Linked DNA regions of Mus musculus: all the other regions are linked to region 3. Evidence: chromatin contacts called from public Hi-C and HiChIP or PLAC-seq data. All regions are on one chromosome and are shown on one strand. The core of a region is the stretch at or near the end of the contact, and the rest is flanking DNA. Distances in the headings are between cores, read along the strand shown. Region 1 holds the start of Dram1 (DNA-damage regulated autophagy modulator 1). Region 2 holds the start of Sycp3 (synaptonemal complex protein 3). Region 3 holds the start of Utp20 (UTP20 small subunit processome component). Region 4 has its middle 33 kb from the start of Ano4. Region 5 holds the start of Ano4 (anoctamin 4). Region 6 overlaps Ano4 (anoctamin 4).

What was found. Hi-C and Micro-C count contacts between places; a contact is called where the count stands out from the background. HiChIP or PLAC-seq counts read pairs in DNA pulled down with a chosen protein or histone mark.
Region 1: an H3K4me3 HiChIP or PLAC-seq map of bone marrow-derived macrophages shows a contact between it and region 3, with 4 times the contacts expected there. The contact joins the promoter of Dram1 here to the promoter of Utp20 in region 3. A contact is called at or near these places in 4 of 39 promoter capture datasets (embryonic stem cells, hematopoietic stem and progenitor cells, hippocampal neurons and 1 more), 7 of 115 datasets of contacts at active chromatin or transcription factors (bone marrow-derived dendritic cells, bone marrow-derived macrophages, embryonic stem cells and 2 more) and 3 of 9 other capture datasets (adipose tissue, embryonic stem cells and macrophages).
Region 2: an H3K4me3 HiChIP or PLAC-seq map of embryonic stem cells shows a contact between it and region 3, with 4 times the contacts expected there. The contact joins the promoter of Sycp3 here to the promoter of Utp20 in region 3. A contact is called at or near these places in 3 of 39 promoter capture datasets (cranial neural crest, hematopoietic stem and progenitor cells and hippocampal neurons), 1 of 15 datasets of contacts at CTCF or cohesin (the NIH/3T3 cell line), 1 of 484 Hi-C or Micro-C datasets (embryonic stem cells), 2 of 115 datasets of contacts at active chromatin or transcription factors (both in embryonic stem cells) and 1 of 9 other capture datasets (adipose tissue).
Region 4: a contact with region 3 is called in a Hi-C map of cortical glia, with 2.9 times the contacts expected there. The contact joins the enhancer-like site here to the promoter of Utp20 in region 3. A contact is called at or near these places in 1 of 39 promoter capture datasets (hippocampal neurons), 6 of 484 Hi-C or Micro-C datasets (cerebral cortex, cortical glia, cortical neurons and 2 more) and 2 of 115 datasets of contacts at active chromatin or transcription factors (forebrain and neural tube).
Region 5: an H3K4me3 HiChIP or PLAC-seq map of forebrain shows a contact between it and region 3, with 7 times the contacts expected there. The contact joins the promoter of Ano4 here to the promoter of Utp20 in region 3. A contact is called at or near these places in 3 of 39 promoter capture datasets (cranial neural crest, hippocampal neurons and second pharyngeal arch cranial neural crest), 2 of 484 Hi-C or Micro-C datasets (cortical neurons and ventral hippocampal neurons) and 5 of 115 datasets of contacts at active chromatin or transcription factors (astrocytes, bone marrow-derived dendritic cells, embryonic forebrain and 2 more).
Region 6: a Hi-C map of uterus shows a contact between it and region 3. The contact joins the enhancer-like site here to the promoter of Utp20 in region 3. A contact is called at or near these places in 2 of 39 promoter capture datasets (the 3T3-L1 cell line and frontonasal cranial neural crest), 2 of 484 Hi-C or Micro-C datasets (both in uterus) and 1 of 115 datasets of contacts at active chromatin or transcription factors (forebrain).

Annotation. Positions count from the first base shown.
Region 1 is chr10:88,355,643-88,358,342 of GRCm38.p6, reverse strand. Dram1 (DNA-damage regulated autophagy modulator 1) reads left to right here and starts at 1,268. Exons shown (of 7, transcript NM_027878.2): 1 at 1,268-1,551. The coding sequence starts at 1,421.
Region 2 is chr10:88,458,262-88,460,961 of GRCm38.p6, reverse strand. It overlaps Sycp3 (synaptonemal complex protein 3), which reads right to left and starts at 1,375. Exons shown (of 9, transcript NM_011517.2): 1 at 1,250-1,375. The coding sequence starts at 1,296.
Region 3 is chr10:88,825,372-88,828,071 of GRCm38.p6, reverse strand. It overlaps Utp20 (UTP20 small subunit processome component), which reads left to right and starts at 1,258. Exons shown (of 62, transcript NM_175158.3): 1 at 1,258-1,466; 2 at 2,574-2,654. The coding sequence starts at 1,422.
Region 4 is chr10:89,289,355-89,292,054 of GRCm38.p6, reverse strand. It overlaps a transcript of Ano4 not described here. Among named protein-coding and RNA genes, the nearest start is that of Ano4, 33 kb to the right of the region's middle. Within about 2 kb of position 1,399, at least 2 of the 459 cell types and tissues checked have an H3K27ac peak or open chromatin away from gene starts, as enhancers often do. A contact at or near this core is called in cortical glia, where this site is marked.
Region 5 is chr10:89,256,431-89,259,130 of GRCm38.p6, reverse strand. Ano4 (anoctamin 4) reads left to right here and starts at 1,341. Exons shown (of 28, transcript NM_001277188.1): 1 at 1,341-1,699. Gm30769 (predicted gene, 30769) reads right to left here and starts at 2,011. Exons shown (of 2, transcript NR_166107.1): 1 at 1,421-2,011; 2 at 1-263.
Region 6 is chr10:89,102,575-89,105,274 of GRCm38.p6, reverse strand. All of the region lies in intron 5 of Ano4 (anoctamin 4), which reads left to right. Among named protein-coding and RNA genes, the nearest start is that of Gm30769, 150 kb to the left of the region's middle. Within about 2 kb of position 1,429, at least 16 of the 459 cell types and tissues checked have an H3K27ac peak or open chromatin away from gene starts, as enhancers often do. A contact at or near this core is called in uterus, where this site is marked.

The DNA.
Region 1 (2,700 bases), core at 19-2,518, 470 kb after region 3:
GTATCTCCTAATATCATTAAGTTGGCAATTGAAATGAATCATCATTATGCTGGCTTTCCTCAAAATTAGCATATTCATTGTAATTAACAAAAATCCCTTAAGTAGTCTGCATTTGTCTTTGGGTATACAGCTTTACCTTGTATCTTAGTCAGGGTTTGTATTCCTGCACAAACATCATGACCAAGAAGCAGGTTGGGGAGGAAAGGGTTTACTCAGCTTACACTTCCACATTGCTGTTCATCACCAAAGGAAGTCAGGACAGGAACTCACAATCCCTGTAGGCTATTCCCTAGCATGGTATGGCACACAAGGCACATTTATGTGGCTGAGATGAACCTGTATTAGGTCATCTATGGCCAAAAGTGGGCTCAGAATTCCCAAACTATAGCTCAGACCCGCAGAGCTGGCCAGTGCTTCAGGAACACCAATTGGTTTGGTTTAGGTGGTGTCTGGCTGGGTGGATCTGAAATGGATCAAGTCATCTTGTCTTGCTGCTAGGAAATAAATACTCCAAGTAGAATTGGTGGGAACAGATATATACTCCAAGTAGCTTTTGGTGGGTGGGCCAGGGCTGGATCCAACCCTTTCTGTCACTTGCCTGAATTAGATCCTTTGTCCATTCTAGGCAAGTGCTCTACCATTGGGCTAAATTTCCAGCTCTTTAGAGGGCGGCTCACTAAGCTGCGAATTCAGACCTTGAACTTGTGATCCTCCTGCTTCAGCCTCCTTAGTAGCCAGGCAGCAGGGATGACAGACTTGTGCTATCAGGCCTGGTTACTATGCGATTTGGCTTTCCCGCTGCTTATCACAAAGGTGTATGTGACGTCCATGCCCAGTGGCCCAAACACCACTGAGCCCCTTTGCCTGAACCCCAGAACCCATAGCGGGACCCGATGGGGTGCGCATCACTGGTGGCCAAGGCTCTGGAAGGAAGCTCAGTGGGTGCTGGAGAGAGAGGCTCAGAGGAAAAACCCCCAAGGGAAGGAGGAGCTGGGAATCCAGCCAGTTTGGCGGGACTTGCCCAAGAGCTGGCCAGCCTCGCGGGGTCCCGCGTCTCCCGCCGCACCCACCCGTCGCTGTATCAAGCAAAAGCGAAAGGAAGCCGAGCGGTCCCGCGTGGCGTGGCGTGGGCGGGGAGGTGGCTGCGCGCTCTAGCTCCGCGGGACCAGGCTGCCGCTTTGTGACTTCACCGGTTTCGCAACAAGCCAGGACCGCCCGCGCCCCACCCACCCGGCTGCCCGTCCGCCCTCCGCCCTCGGGTCTCTGAGCGCTTCCCTCCCTCCGGGGCTGGGCCTGTCCCGGCCGTCCCGGAGTCTCTGTCCCGCCGCGCCGTTAGCTGTCTGTGTCTTGGCCACCGCCTCCAGGCAGTCCGCAGCAAGCCAGCTTCTTGGTCCGACGAGCTCAGCGCCCTCTCACCGCGATGCTGTGCTTCCTCAGGGGAATGGCTTTCGTCCCCTTCCTCCTGGTGACTTGGTCGTCCGCAGCCTTCATCATCTCCTACGTGGTCGCGGTGCTCTCTGGGCACGTCAACCCCTTTCTCCCCTATATCAGGTGAGGGGCAAGAGGAGCGTGAGGGAGGGACCAGGTGAGCTGAGAGGGAGGGAAGGCGTGCAAGCCAGGCATGGGTAGTGGAAATTCTTGAGGTAGTGGAAAGGTGTGACAAGATAATCTCTGGGATCCCCGGGCAAGTTTAGAGAGTCAGGAAGCACGTGTGGGTTCTGCCTTTAATGAGAAACAGTGCTCAGAGCCGCGCATCAAGCAGACAGCTAGACAGCTGGTGGCACCTTTAGACCTGGGGTATGGGATAAAATCTTGGGGAGAGCCTTCTTTGGTGACACTCAGACAAGGAGAGTTCCTAAGATACCATTTATTGTAAGTAGATCCAGGCATGTGGCAAACCGCTCACTTATTTCTCTTCCCAACAACTCCTGGCTCCTCCCCTCCCTCCCTCTCCCCCTCTCTGTCTCTGAGACTGGATCTCCCTATGTAGCCCAGGTTGGCCTGAAGTCTAGGGTGGTATACACAAGTCTACCTTCTTCTGCTTCTCTAGTGCTGGGATTTAAAAGTCTTCACCACCACAGGGGGCTCATTTCTAACAGCTAAAATTTCTTTTCCATGAAAGAAAATGGAGGTTTAAACTGGTGGAGATACACCAGTAGGTCATTGGCGTAAAAGCAACCCTGGACCCCTTGTGCCAACAGCAGCACCTTTAGGATGGACCTGCCTCATACTCCTCTGGACCTGGTGCCTCTAAAGTCAGAGTCCTCAAGTTGTCAAAACCTGTGAAGTTTCTTGCCCTTATTTATTACTTTGTTTCCTACTTAGTCTCCGTCTTTCCTGAGGGTCCTTTATCCACAGCTGGGACAACAGCTTGATCCTCCTTTTTTGTTTATTAGATATTTTCTTCATTTACATTTCAAACCCTATCCCCAAAGTCCCCTATACCCTCCCCCCACCCTGCTCCCCAACCCACCCACTCCTGCTGCTTAGCCCTGGCATTCCCCTGTACTGGGGCATATGATCTTCAAAAGAAAGGCCCTCTCCTCCCATTGATGGCCGACTAGGTCATCCTCTGCTACATATACAACTAGAGACACGGCTCTGGTAGGGGAGGTACTGATTAGTTCATATTGTTGTTCCACCTATAGGGTTGCAGACCCATTCAGCTCCTTGGGTTCTTCTCTAGCTCCTTCATTAGGG
Region 2 (2,700 bases), core at 126-2,625, 370 kb after region 3:
GTAGATCCTAAACCAGAGAGAGTCCCATATCCAAACACTTAATTTTCTCAGTCTGACCCCTAAATTGCTATACTTCCTATTTTTAAGTTTCTTCATCCTAACCCCAAATTCCCTGATTCCTTACCTCCTAGTTGACCTATGCCACCTCCTCCTAATCCCCTTGGACAAAGGCCCTAATTCCCTAAACCCCATCTCTAAATTCTCTCAGGCCCACCCCCATTTCCCTAGGCCACAACCCTAATTTGCCAGATCCTACCCCCATTTCCCTAGGCCACCCCCCACCCCGTAGACCACACCCCCTAGTTTGCCAGGCCACACCCCCAGTCCCCTAGGTCCCGCCCCTAATTCGATAGGCCCGGCCCTTAACTCCCAGCTGCCAGCCTCCATTTCCCTTGGCGCGGACCCCAGTTCCTAAAGTCTTGCCTCTAACTTTCCTTAGCCCCTGGCTCCTAGGCCTGGACCCCTAATTCCCTACCGCAGCTTCCTAATCCCTTAGGTCCCAACCGCTAATTCCCTCGTCCCTGACCCTGAGCCCTTAGCCATGACCCCTAGCTCCCCAGGGGCCGCCTTCTGACTTCCTTAGCTCCTGACCCCTAATTCCTTAATTCCCGCAGCTCCCAAACCCCGATTTCCTAGGCCCGCCTCCTAATCCCCTAGGCTGCCATCTCTTCCTTCCCAAGCTTCGGCCTCCAGGTCCCCTTGACCCCTGACCCCTACTTCCCCATTGACCTCCGTTGGCCGTGACCTTTAATTCCCTCAGCCTGACCCTTCTTCCCTAGGTCCGGACCCCTACTTCCCTCAGCCCTGACCCCTAACTCCCCAGCCCTGCTTCCCGACTGCTTTAGCCCTTGACTCCTAGTTCCCTCGGCCCTGCCTCCTAATTGCCCGAGCCCACGACTCCAACTCCCTCAGCCACGACCAACTCCGTCAGCCTGACCCCAGTTCCTTCAGCCCAAACCCCAACTTCCTGCGCCGGACCCCCAACGTCCTGTGCCGGACCCTCGACTGCCTAGGCCCGAACCCCAACTCCCTAAACCCTAGGCCCGACCCCAACTTCCTGCCTGGATGCCCAACTCCCTCGGCCTGACCTCCGCTCCCCTCAGTCCCCGCCTGTCCCCCACCGGCCATGGTTGGCGACTGGCCTGCCTTGGTTGTGGCGCCTTCCCCCCTGGCCGGGACTCCTCCTCTTCCCGAGGCCCAGGCCCACGAAGGCCAAGCCGACCCGGCTTTCACTCCCCCATCTCCTTACCTCAGCGGCTCCGGTGAGCTGTCGCTGTCCCCACACCCTCGAAGCATCTGAGGAAACCTGGCCCTTGGGCAGGAGTAAATACAGTCCGGCCCCGACCAAGCTCTCTGCTGATTGGCTGAACGCCATGGGTACACACACGCTTACGTATAGCCCCGCCTCCTAGCACGTGCTCCATGCCCGTTCTCACGTGGGAGCCAACGGCAGGGACACGATGGGCGGGGCACTTCCATGATGGACACCTCACCTCTACCCTGAGAAGCAGCACTTTCCCGCTGTTCCTTCCTTCGCTTTAGGAAGTCTTATCCACAGCACACCCGACTCTCCCATCCCACCTGACCTGGCCATCTTTGCTCATGGATCCTCATTCACACCTATATGGAAACTATAAATTATCCATCTTCCCGTTTCCTGATGTCTTTGTTTGATTCTTTGTTGTTTTCTGATACGGAGTCTCAACTCTAACCCAGGCCGACTTCAAGCCCCATGGTAATCTTGCCATAGCTTCCTAAATGCTGGGATTATAGGAGTAAACCATAGCCGATTTACATTTTCTGAGTTTCGATAACACATATAGTCTTTAATATAGCAATACATCATAGTTTTCTTTATGCCTGAGCATTGCAATAACGAAAAAATTCAACATTTAATATAATATTCTGCAACTCACTTTTTATTCATTATTGCTATAAGAACCGCTGTTATTATAGATAGCCAGGACTAACATGCAAACAGGATTTATGGTACAGCAGTCACTAGAACAGAGTTTATAAGGTTTTTTATGCTAGCTTTTGATTTCTGAGTTTTTTCTGTGTTCATTTTCATATAAAAAATCATCATTACCTTGAGTGCTAAAAAATCATTCCTCTACAAGTTCCATGAGTCATTAAGTTTTTAAATATATTTTTAAAAATATTTTAATTAAAATATTTAAAAATATTTTAATATTTAAAATTTTAAGAAAAAATATTACCTTTTCTATAGAAACTGATGTCTCATAATTTATTAAGAAGTGTGTGCTCAGGGCCGGGCCTTGGTTGGCACACACTTTTAATCCCGGGAGTTCAAAGCCAGCCTGGTCTACAAAGTGAGTTCCAGGACAGCCAAGGTTACACAGAGAAACCCTGTCACGGGGAGAAAAAAAAAAGTGTGTGCTCAGAAACGGAGGAGGAGTGAATGGGGGAGGGGGAGGATTGGGAGGAGAGGAGGGAGGAAGAGTAACATATGAGAGAAGGATAAATAAAACATTTTTTTAAAACCGTGTTCCCTCCCTTTAATGACTGTGTCATACATATATCATGTCCCTGTTAGCTTTATGTCAAGAAAAATTTTGCTAGAACAACTGTACATATACAGCTCTCAGGGAAAAGGCTTTTGCCAATGCAAATGAAACAGCTCTGCTCATGCAGGCAGAAGTTTCCTTACTCTGTTTAGGCAGGGGAGGTTGCCCCAGT
Region 3 (2,700 bases), core at 9-2,508:
CAAAAAAACTTTGTCTCAAAACAAAACAAAACAAAACTCATGGGGACAGAAAATATAAAATGATGATGGATTGGCCAACCAAACCCAGTTCAAAAGTCATGGGAACTGTTTCATGATTTGAAGAAATACCCAGAACTCCCATGGATTAAAATGGATTACAATGGGAAAGGTAATAAATGGAGGCAAAGATATCTTGATTCACTGTATTCTACCCATGATGGGCTCTGACTACTCACAAGCCAGGCTAGGATGAAATCTTATCTCAAGGACTTTGCACTTGGACCTTCCTCCATCAATTTTTGTGCAAATAACTCCATGGCTCATCGACTGTACACACACACTCTCTCTATATATATGATTAAGAGCTGTAGGATCTAGCTTAGTGGTAGAGCTGCTTCCTGGCATTCGTGAAGAGCCAGATTTTATTTTCTAGTACTAAACTAAAACCTGGACCTCGGAGTCTGCGTGTGAATGAAGATCGTCACTTACAAGATGCCCAACTTTGGTTTCCTTGCATGCCAAGGGGGCTTAAAAAAAACAAACAAACATACACTTCACGTTTTGAGTTTATAACCAGCATTACTGTATTATGGGTGGAAACAGCTTTTGATGGTGCACGGTATGTATCGAGCAGCAGTTAATGCTAGGTTGTGACGGTTATGCTTTCTTTCTATAATAAAACCCTTTTATCCTTTTTATTAAAAATTTTCATACAATATATTTTGATCGTGTTTTTCCCTTTCCCAACTCCTCTCAGATTCTCCCAACCCATTCAACTGTACATTCTTCTCTCTTAAAAAAGAAAGAAAGAAAGAAAGAAAGAAAGAAAGAAAGAAAGAAAGAAAGGAAGGAAGGAAGGACGCTGGGCAGTGGTGGCATAAGCCTTTAATCCCAGCACTTGGGAGGTAGAGGTAGGCGGATTTCTGAGTTCGAGGCCGGCCTGGTCTACACAGTGAGTTCCAGGACAGCCAGGATTAGAGAAACCCTGTCTTGAAAAAACAAAACACCAAACCAAACCAAACCCCACCATCACCACCAATCTACAAAAACGAAAATCAAGACCAACAGGCAAATGACAAATATGACAAACAATGTCCAAAACAAAACAAAACGTCCACAAAAATACCACTGAGTTTGTTTTGTGTTGGCCAACTTCTCATGTAGCAAAAACTGTACATCCGCAAACTGCACGACTGACAATCAGGAAGAGCACGCATGCTCGGCCCGCCTCTTCCGCCCACATGACCCACACATCCTGGCTTTCCAACATGGCGGCGCCCAGCGGCACTAACTACACGTGAGGAAAAGCAGGCACCGGAGCATTGGAGAGTACCGCGTGGGAGTAACTTTCTCCTCCGCAGTGCCCGCGGATCCCTTCCTGTCGTCCTGAGACCCTCGCGGGCCGCTGTCCCGCCGCAGCCATGAAGCCAAAGCCACTTTCGCACAAGACCGAGAACACATACCGGGTGAGCGCGGGAGTTTGGGCCCGGAGCCGCGGTTCGCCCTGCCTCTGCCTGACCAGCTGATCGCCTTAACCCCAGGGCCTGCAAGTCCGGGCAGAGCCGGAATCGCTTGCCCGGGGCTCTGGCGAAAATGGGAGACTATGCCAGTATAAAAAAAAAAAAAAAACATTAGTTCGCAGGGGAGTGAGGAAACTTGAATTCCAGAGTCCGCCTTTTAGCGGTGAGATCTGGCCTGTCTGGGCAACTCCCTTCACTCCAGGCTCAAATTGATTGGCCCAGGGGATCGTCTGCAACCGAGTCCCCCTTCTAACTTTAAAGACTGAACAGAGGAGGGTAGAGCGAGCTGGCAAGTGGCGAATGACTTCTGCTGGCTACTGTTGTACTTTATAATGCCTTTCCAAGCCCTTTTGTAACTGAGTCTGTCTGTTTTTAAAAAATATACCTGTTCCCACAACTTAGCGAGATCCCTGTGCTTTCGGTGTGGTGTGAAAGCGTTCGTCCAGGTTCCAGTCTGTGTGGAAATTGTATTTGATAAAACATAATGTAGGAGGTAGATCGGTTGGTGGAGTGTTTGAATAACATTCAGGGAGCCCTAGGTTGGATCCCCATTAAAAACAACAACAGTTACAACAAAAACAGGTGTGATGGCTAAATGCCTGTTACCCCAGACCTGGGGATGTAGAAGCAAGAGGGTCTGAACTTAAATTTTAAGGTCATCGTTGGCTACATAGCCTGTTCCAAGGGTACTTAAGTTAAAAGAAAAAAGAAATACAGATGAAGTAAGTTATGCAAAAAGTACAAGTATTTATTATCTTCAAGTAGTAACTGCTTTTGTTTAGAGTTCTTACATTTACCTTTTGTGTTTCATAAGTAATAGCTGCTCTTATTTTAAAAAGTTACATATTTTATGACCAATAGAAACCACGGGTCTGAAATGATACGCTAAGGGTACTGTTGTTTGTGGTGATGGTCCAGAGGTTGCTCACTGAAGCTCTAAAACGTTCTGTGTTCAGAATTTGATGTGATTATGGTGTAGTTTTACTCCAGCAGATATCAAAACCTGATAAGCATTGAATGCTAATATGTCTTAAATATGCTTTTTCTCTGCAGTTTCTTACATTTGCAGAGAGACTGGGGAATGTGAACATTGATATTATTCACCGTATCGACAGAACTGCAAGCTATGACGAGGTAAGAGGGAGTTTTAAATTTCTCTCACCAATGTAAGTAAGCTGTT
Region 4 (2,700 bases), core at 150-2,649, 460 kb before region 3:
CAGAATTCGGGTTACAGCTGTGTGTTGTCATGTCTAGCTGTTTTATGTAGGCTTGGAGGGACCGAACTCAAGACCTCATGCTGGTACAACAGGGACCACAGCCCTGGAACATGGATTTTAGTCTATGTACTGAGTAAGCACTTGCTGTATGCCTTGTGAGCTGTAAATATATTTGTCAAACTATGAACCGACTAAGCTGTGATTATTTTATTATTATTGCTGAGGCTAGAGCCCCAGGAGAAACTGAGACTTGACTCAGTCATATCATTTCCTTTACCTTTCTCCTGTTATCAGAGATGCCAGGAAGAGCGGGGCAAAGCTCGGGTGATGGAGATTTATGGTCAGTGTGGGTCAGCTGACCGGGTAATTACCCCAAATCCTCCACATGGCTAATGGATGAGACCCACACTGCTTCCCTTCTTTTCTGCATGCCAAATCACAACTCAAGTAAACACATACAGTGTTTTTTGTTTCCGTATACATTTATTAGGATAGCCACTGAATCTGAGCTGCAGGCCAAGGTTGTGCTATGCCTTTTTAAACCCAATCCATGATGGAACAGTCTAGCATCCAATTGTCTTGGACACCTTCCCAGAGACTGTTCCGGGTCCTTCCCCATAGTGCTAAAGCTTTCCTTTCTTTTATGCCTCCATATGAAGACTTTCTTTCTGTTCCACTGTGCCAATTTGTTTTCTGAATAATTTTCTTTTGATTTATTTTTATTCATGTAAGACATTTTATTATGAAATATTTTAGCTATTTAATTTTTAATATTTAGCTATATTTTAGCTCAAAACTACTAAAAAAACAAACTACTATCCAAATTGAATAATGTTCTTCTATGCACTTTCTGTCCAGACTATAAGAGAACCCAAGTCAAGTAAAATTAAAGACTCAACTCAGACAAAACTTTAAGTGTCACCTGAGGTGTGCTGGTCCAGGTAAGGAGGGGACAATCAAGGCCACAATTGCTAGTGCCTTTGATGTCTGACCATATGACACCTTCTCAGTGGAGAAACACGGCTTCCCTGGCAAGGGCCAGAGACAAGGCAGGTAAATAATTCGAAAAAATCCTCTACCTGAAACATCTGTGTGAAAGTTTAGAGATGTCTGGAGATGTGAGGACTGGGTGTAAGAGCTAGTCTCCGGCTGTAGGTGGTACTGCAGTCAAAGGAAAGCACAGCTGGGCCTCCTGCTTAGCCTGCCGAGGTCTCAGTCCCTTCTGGAACCTTCTCTTTAATTTCTCCCGTATTCAGACATTAGACAAAGGAGGAGACGTGGCTCTGGTATGGAGATGTCCTGAGCCCCAAGCTGGGCCAGACCCAATGTTAACCTGTGCACTCATAGCTCATGATAACCAGTTTCCACACCAGCAGGAAAGTGGAGAGTTCCTGCTTGGTTGGTTGATGTAGTGTCCAGAGCACAGCATGTATCCCGAGGATGTTCATCCAGTGACCCAAATGTTGCTTTCCATTGAGTCATCAGAACAGCCATTTGGGAAGCCATGCGAGGTACTGAGTTTTCTCTTACAGATGAGAAATCTGTGCGCATGAGTCTCGGTGAGATTCAATAACTTGCCTATGACATATACCCAGTCAGCAGAGATGCTGAGGTGTGAACCAGGTTCCTAGGGCTGTAGAGTTCCTCTAAAACATGCTCCCGTGGCTTCCCTGTAGCATTCTGTACGTATCATGCTTCACTGGGAATTTACTTGCTATGATTTTTGTTCGATTTCAGCATATGATCTCATTTCAGTAAGTCCTCATGGCCAGAAGAGTGTGAAATCACTGAATCAGAAACCCACTGGCCTGGGAGCACTGTCAGGGTCAATCCCTGCCTTATATCCTACTAGGTAATCGCCCACCCCTTGGTCTGAAGCAGTTTATCCATAACGCATATAAGATAAGAAAACATGTAAATGCATACTGCTACTTCACACTGAGGCGTAAGTCCCTCTGGAGGTATCTGTTAAATGGTTAAACATTCAGTTACCCAGACCCCTTGTACATTATGCCTTTTCTTCCCCCACAGGTTCATATAGGAGTTACTGATTGTGTACAGTATATTTCAGCTTTAATTCACATGACTTCATTTGGGTGCTTTATTGTAGATCATGTGGGCTTTAGGGAACTGGTCTTGAATTTGATCACCCTTACAATACTGCCCTTTAATCCACCCATAAATCTCCCTTACAGCAATGGAGTGCATGCCAGGTCCACACATAACCTGAACACACAAGACCCAGGGACATATTTGATTGACAATCTTCTGAGGAGACCTTAGCTGTGGGCTGCATTTAAACTGTGGGAAGCCCCCTGACAACTGTGAATGGCTAGGATAACTACAGGTGACCACTTTTGTCCATATGCTTCCTTGAGATAGCACTTAACCAAATGTGTTTTAGAACCAAGAGTTCAGATTACGCCTAAAGGTAAAACTCACACTGTTGGTCACTGTTATTGGAGGATAATCGTTGAGTCGGGCAGCCATTGTTGATAGTGGATGAGTTTGTGGAAGTGCTTGCTTGATTATGTGATCACAATCATAGCTATATGCAGAAAGTAGCCTATCTGGCAGGAACACACATTAAAGTGAGTACAAAAAAAAGTCAAATTGCCTTATCTTTTTAAAGAAAGAAATATACTGAGACAGAATGAAATTTTGATAAAGCCTTTAGTTTCATTAAAATTAGAACTATTT
Region 5 (2,700 bases), core at 92-2,591, 430 kb before region 3:
AGACACTTCATTTTATTGTGCTTGCCTTTGATGTGGAACATTTTTGTGGCCTCCGGCTATGCTTCACTCTGAAGCCTGGCTAACTGCTTCGAGTGTACCCCCCATCTTTAAAATAATTAATTAATTAGTTAATTAACATCCCAAAGGCTGCCCCCTCGAAGTCCCCCTCACAGAGTCCCTCTCCTTAAGCAGTGATCTTCCGACTCCTCTGTGTCAGCCTGCAGTTTGCCCATGGCTGGAAGGCATCACAGAATGTCCAGCCTCTAAGAGAAAAGAGAACTATAATTAGAAACACAGCATCACATAAAAACGCAGCCTCCTATGTACTCCTGCCTGGAGAAGGGAACTGGTCCTTCTGCTAAGAAAGTAGCCTTAAACAGTCTTCCAAAGTTAGAAAATCTGGAAGTTTCCTTCTGACCTCGCACTAAGTTAGCATTTAGCCTCAGAAAACACTTTCTGGTCCAATTTAATCATCACAGGCAATCACAGCTTAAGATGTGTGCCTCCAGCCTTCCAGGCGCAACATGATACAAGAATGGTTTTAGAAAAAGACAAATAGTCAAAGTGTAGACTTATTCTTCACCCACCATGAAGGCCTGGGCTCCTTTCTGTTAGTGTAGATTGTGGTGTCTCACTTTAGTGCTTATAAATTAATACTGTTTGCCCAGAGTATGAATTGCCCTGTCTTAAATCATGGGTGATTTAAGAGTCGTCAAAGAGAAACATAAACTGTCCTTAGAAACTTACATTGAAAAACATCTCTATAAAACACCACATGGAAAGTTAATGAAGAAAGATGGAGGGGTCAAATTCCTGAAGAGACCTCTAATCCTTTTCTGTTTAAATTTTTCCCATGATTGTGGAAAGCCCTATTCCTGACTCTCTCAACCTACACTCCCGTCATAGAGAGGCACAGGTCCAGAGTGCCATTTTTGAACTGGTGGTGACCTTGTGGAGGGTCCTGTCAGAGCTGTCTGATGTGTGAGAAGTCACTAGCCAAGACTCACGTCCACTCTGGCTTCCTGCAGAAAGAGCGTGGTGGTGGTGGTGGTGGTCTGCCTTGGGAAGTTGCTGAGTGGCCCACATAACTACTGGGCTTTGGGAATCGACAAACAGCAAGCAAATAGAGACTGGGGAGAGGGCAAGCTGCCAATCCTGCCAAACTTCTGTTGCTGGCAGGGAGCTGTCCTGCAGCTCCCAGGACTGCCTGTCATCTGCACTCTCTTGTCACACTGACAACAGCCCCCTGGTTAGGCTGATTGGTTGCTGGCAATAACTGATATGGAATACTGATGTGCTCACCGGCACTTCCTTCCACTCCAAAGAGGCTCCTTCCCTAACCCAAACCTTGCTTTCCAAAGCCTAGCCTGCTGCCCCCGCCCCCCTACCCCATGCCGCCCCTGCACCCGGTGGGGAGGACCTGTCCTGGGAGTGATGCTCTGAGACTGTGGTGAAATTGGTCCCCGGCTGGCTGCTTTCACTCCGGCTTGCTTGCTCTCCGGAGAGTCCTGTTCCAGACTTCTCGGGGGTTTTACAGCACAAACAACTGCATGCGGGCTGGAGGGGAGGCTGAAAGGACTTGTGTGTGGAGAGCTTTGCTGCCTCCCATCACTTTGCCGAGGTTCGTGGTGAATTTCTGTCTACCACAGACACCGAGGAAGGATCCTTTCTCCTTCTGTTGACTCTTTCTATTTTTATGGTAAGTGCTTGCCTTGAATGAGCTGTTCTGCTGCAGTGAAAGGATTGCTCCTTCTCTTCCCGGCTTGCCTTAGTGACCTTCCTTCTGCATTTCTTCCGTTCTCCTGGTCGGTTTTTTATTTTTCCCCCCCTGGAGGGACCCAGTGAACTGAAATGCCTGGGGTCATTTGTCTGCATAGTCTGTCTTTGATTTATTTATTTCTTCATAAGCCCGAGCCCTCCGGCTATGACAGAAACCTAAGTGCTAGCTCTCTTTGTCCTTGAAGCAGCAGCTAGGCAAATGTGTTCTCCACAGCAAACTGCAGCAGTGTGCAGGGGATCTGTGCAGGCTGGCTGATAGATTCCAGCGAGAGAGGATTCCTCAGCATCCTAAAGGGGTACCCCGTCAGAACCTGGAGGGACCAGGGGCGACTTGCCACATGCCAAAGACTTCCATCTTCCCAGCTGAACCCGGGCACACACGTGTGAGTTATGTCAGAGTCTGTATGGGCAGCTGTGTGTGCTTTAAACATCTGCTGGTGGGTCCAGAATGGCCCCGTGTCTGACGGGGTTTACAACTTGGGCAGGAACATTAGCAGCGAGAGGAATCCTGCGCTGGGAAGACAAGTAGATTGCATGACCTCATCGCTTCTGAGTCTCAGGGCACCCAGTTCTGCAAACCGCGTTGTGAAGCTGCTTCTTCGGAGGGTGGTGGGGAGGGACAGTAAGAACATTGTTTTTGGAGTTGACAACATAGTTTCATCTTCCTGCTGAGAGATAAAAGCTCTGAAGCTATTGGAATGATTAGACTTTTCCAAGAGAAAATAAGCAGCTTTCCAAAAGAGACCATGTGCTTGGCAGGTTAATTATTCCGTGGCAGGCTTCTTAGTGTTCTCATTTCCCACCTGGCATCCCAGGTTGGCTGTAAAGAACTCTGCAACTTGAAAAGTCTGTTACTGGATGCCTCAGGGAGCCCAAAGGAAACCCAAAGTGTCTGGAGTCTCACCTTGCTGAACTTGTGCA
Region 6 (2,700 bases), core at 180-2,679, 280 kb before region 3:
GGACACAGAGCAAGAAACAAATTAAGTTCATGAGCACTGTCAGGACCTTTGGAGAGGGTAAACCTGGTTGCAATTCCTCCCTAACCTGCCCTTTGCTGTAATACAGCTTAATTTCCAGTATGGAATTATTGGAATTATTTCACCTGTCCATGTTCCCCAAGTTTTTTTTCCTGAAATTCTCCCCTGGTGCCTCTCACAGTTGAAAATGTCTGGGAACGTCAGCCATTCTGTCTTCCAGTAATGAAGTGTTTGGTGTAGGTTCTGTGACTTTGGTGAAAGGAGACCAGGGCTAGGGAGACCATATCCAGTTCCTTCGGCCTGGAAGATGGCCTCAGGGAGTCCCATGACACTTCTGAACGGAGGCTCTGACACATGGCAGGAGGTTCCTGGACACCTACTAGAGCTGCATTGATCCTCACATTTGAGCTTACAACTGAATCCCTCAGGGTGTGTAGGAATAACTTTCCTTTTCCAGCTCCCACATCCCACCTGAGTGCTCCTCACTGTAGACTCTAACTCTAACCACGAGCACCATGGAGAAGGAGCTCCATAGACATATGACCCCAACGTCTCATTAACAAAGTTGACGAGGGTCAGCTGGGAGTGGCAGGAGGCACGACAGTGACATGTTAGAATGGCGGGTCGCATCTCAACAGCACTCTAGGCCAAGACAGTAAGTACCATGTGGAAGAGGTTTTATTGGGAGGGAGACAAGGTGGCTGCAGAAAGAGAAGAGGGGGAGAAGAGAGCAAGGGAGGGGCGTTCTCCTTATTTATATAGAAAATGATGTAATGTAATGCAGGTAAAGGTGGGAGGTGAGCCAAGTGGATTCTGGGAATATAATGCCTGTTGTCTTGGCAACAGATCTGCAGGTTGCGCTGTCGCCTGTGTGATGTCGTAGGTTTGAGAAGTCCTGATGCTAATAGTCAGGATGACTGCAAACAACGTTGAGAAGCCATAAGCTCTCCATCTAACAGAATAGAGGAGGTGTCCCTTCACTTAAGGCTATATGGCCCTATTCTCTGTTACACACAAAAAGATTCCACACTCTATCACTCTAGCACCTGCCTTTGCGATGACTATGGTGGATCTCTTTCTGGGTCTCTGCCTAGGCACACTGGGTAAGTTGCCGGCAGAGTTCTTGATGACACTCACACTTTTGTTCTGATGTTCTGAGTTAATTGTCTCTGTTTACAGCAGAGCTGAATTCCCTCAGCCACATCCTTTAACTTGGGAGTCAGAAGTCTGTATAAGAAAACACTCTCAAGTTGACATTCACTGGGAAGGGAAAGGGCAGATAAGGTGAAAGTTCTTTGCCCCAGAGAATGAAAGTTCCTTTCCTTCCTTCTGCCCCCTACAGTATAAGAGTATTCGTCCTTTATGTGGCCCCTGTCCAGGCACTAATGTCAGCTGGGCTCTCAGCCGGGACTGTGCACTGCACACATTCCTTTATGAATGCATGTTTCAAACCTGTTGGATCCCAGGCCCTCTGCCAGGCACTCATACTCAAAAAGGAATAAATGGCCCAGTTATCTATTGTTGCACAACAAGCAACTCCAGTGTTTGTTGATCAAAACAACAGGCATTTGCTTTGCTCTCAGATCTGCAGTTGGGCAGGGATGCTCAGTGACAGATTCTCTTGGCTCCACCAGACATCACTGCAATCAGTCCCACTAGATCCTAGAGTGGCCCCTGTCCAGGCACTAATGTCAGCTGGGCTCTCAGCCGGGACTGTGCACTGCACACATTGCTTTCTTTCCATGTGTGTTTCTTTCCATGACTGACTGCCTTGTCACATGACCGCCGAAGCCCCAAGGTTGATGTTCATTTCTGCAGCATATCACTACAGCAGTCTCTTTAACTGTGTTGTACTGGTAGAGGCAGAATCCAAATTTAAAGACATAGATTCCACCTCTTGATGGAGTGCACAGGAAGATTCTGGACGAGGGGTTTGACACTGCAAACCCTTGCTGGAAAGTGCAGCCTGCGCTGTAAGATCACGGAGCTTTAGCTACAACAAAGAAACGAAGCATAAAACATAGTCTGGAAAGGGTTTGGGGGCTGGAGAGAAAGCTAAGTGGTTAAGAGCACTGACTACTCTTCCAGAGGTCCTGAGTTCAATTCCCAGCAACCACATGGTGGCTCATCTGTAATGGGATCTAATGTCCTCTTCTGGTGTGTCTGAAGACAGGTATAGTGTACATATACACATAAAATGAATAATTCTTTGAAAAAAAAGAATTTAGCTTGGTTTTTTTTTTGTTCTGAAAACACTAGGGTTATAAGGTGTCTCAGAAGCTAAAAGAATATGCCTTGGGTCTTAAATGAAGAATAGCCACTACTGGGCTTGGCATTCCAGAGGGGAAACACGTGAGATGTACAATTAGCTTGAGATTTCGGCACCCTGGCTGTGGGAGTTCATTTCTCTTCCTAGTGGGACTGTGAATCCCAGGAAAACTACATAGGTTTCCCACAGTCCCTGTATCATTCCCTTATATTGACTTACACGCCATTTATGGGCACAGAACATTTCCCTGTCAATATAATGCATGTCAGATATATTGTTCAGCTAAGCTTTGAGGAGCAGGCTAGCCAGATATGTGATTTTAGTCCCTTGTCTCCTCTGAGTGTCCCTTAGATTCTTCATAAGTGAAGCCCACTTCATTTACTGCAATTTAAACAAATAGTCATCTCAAAGTG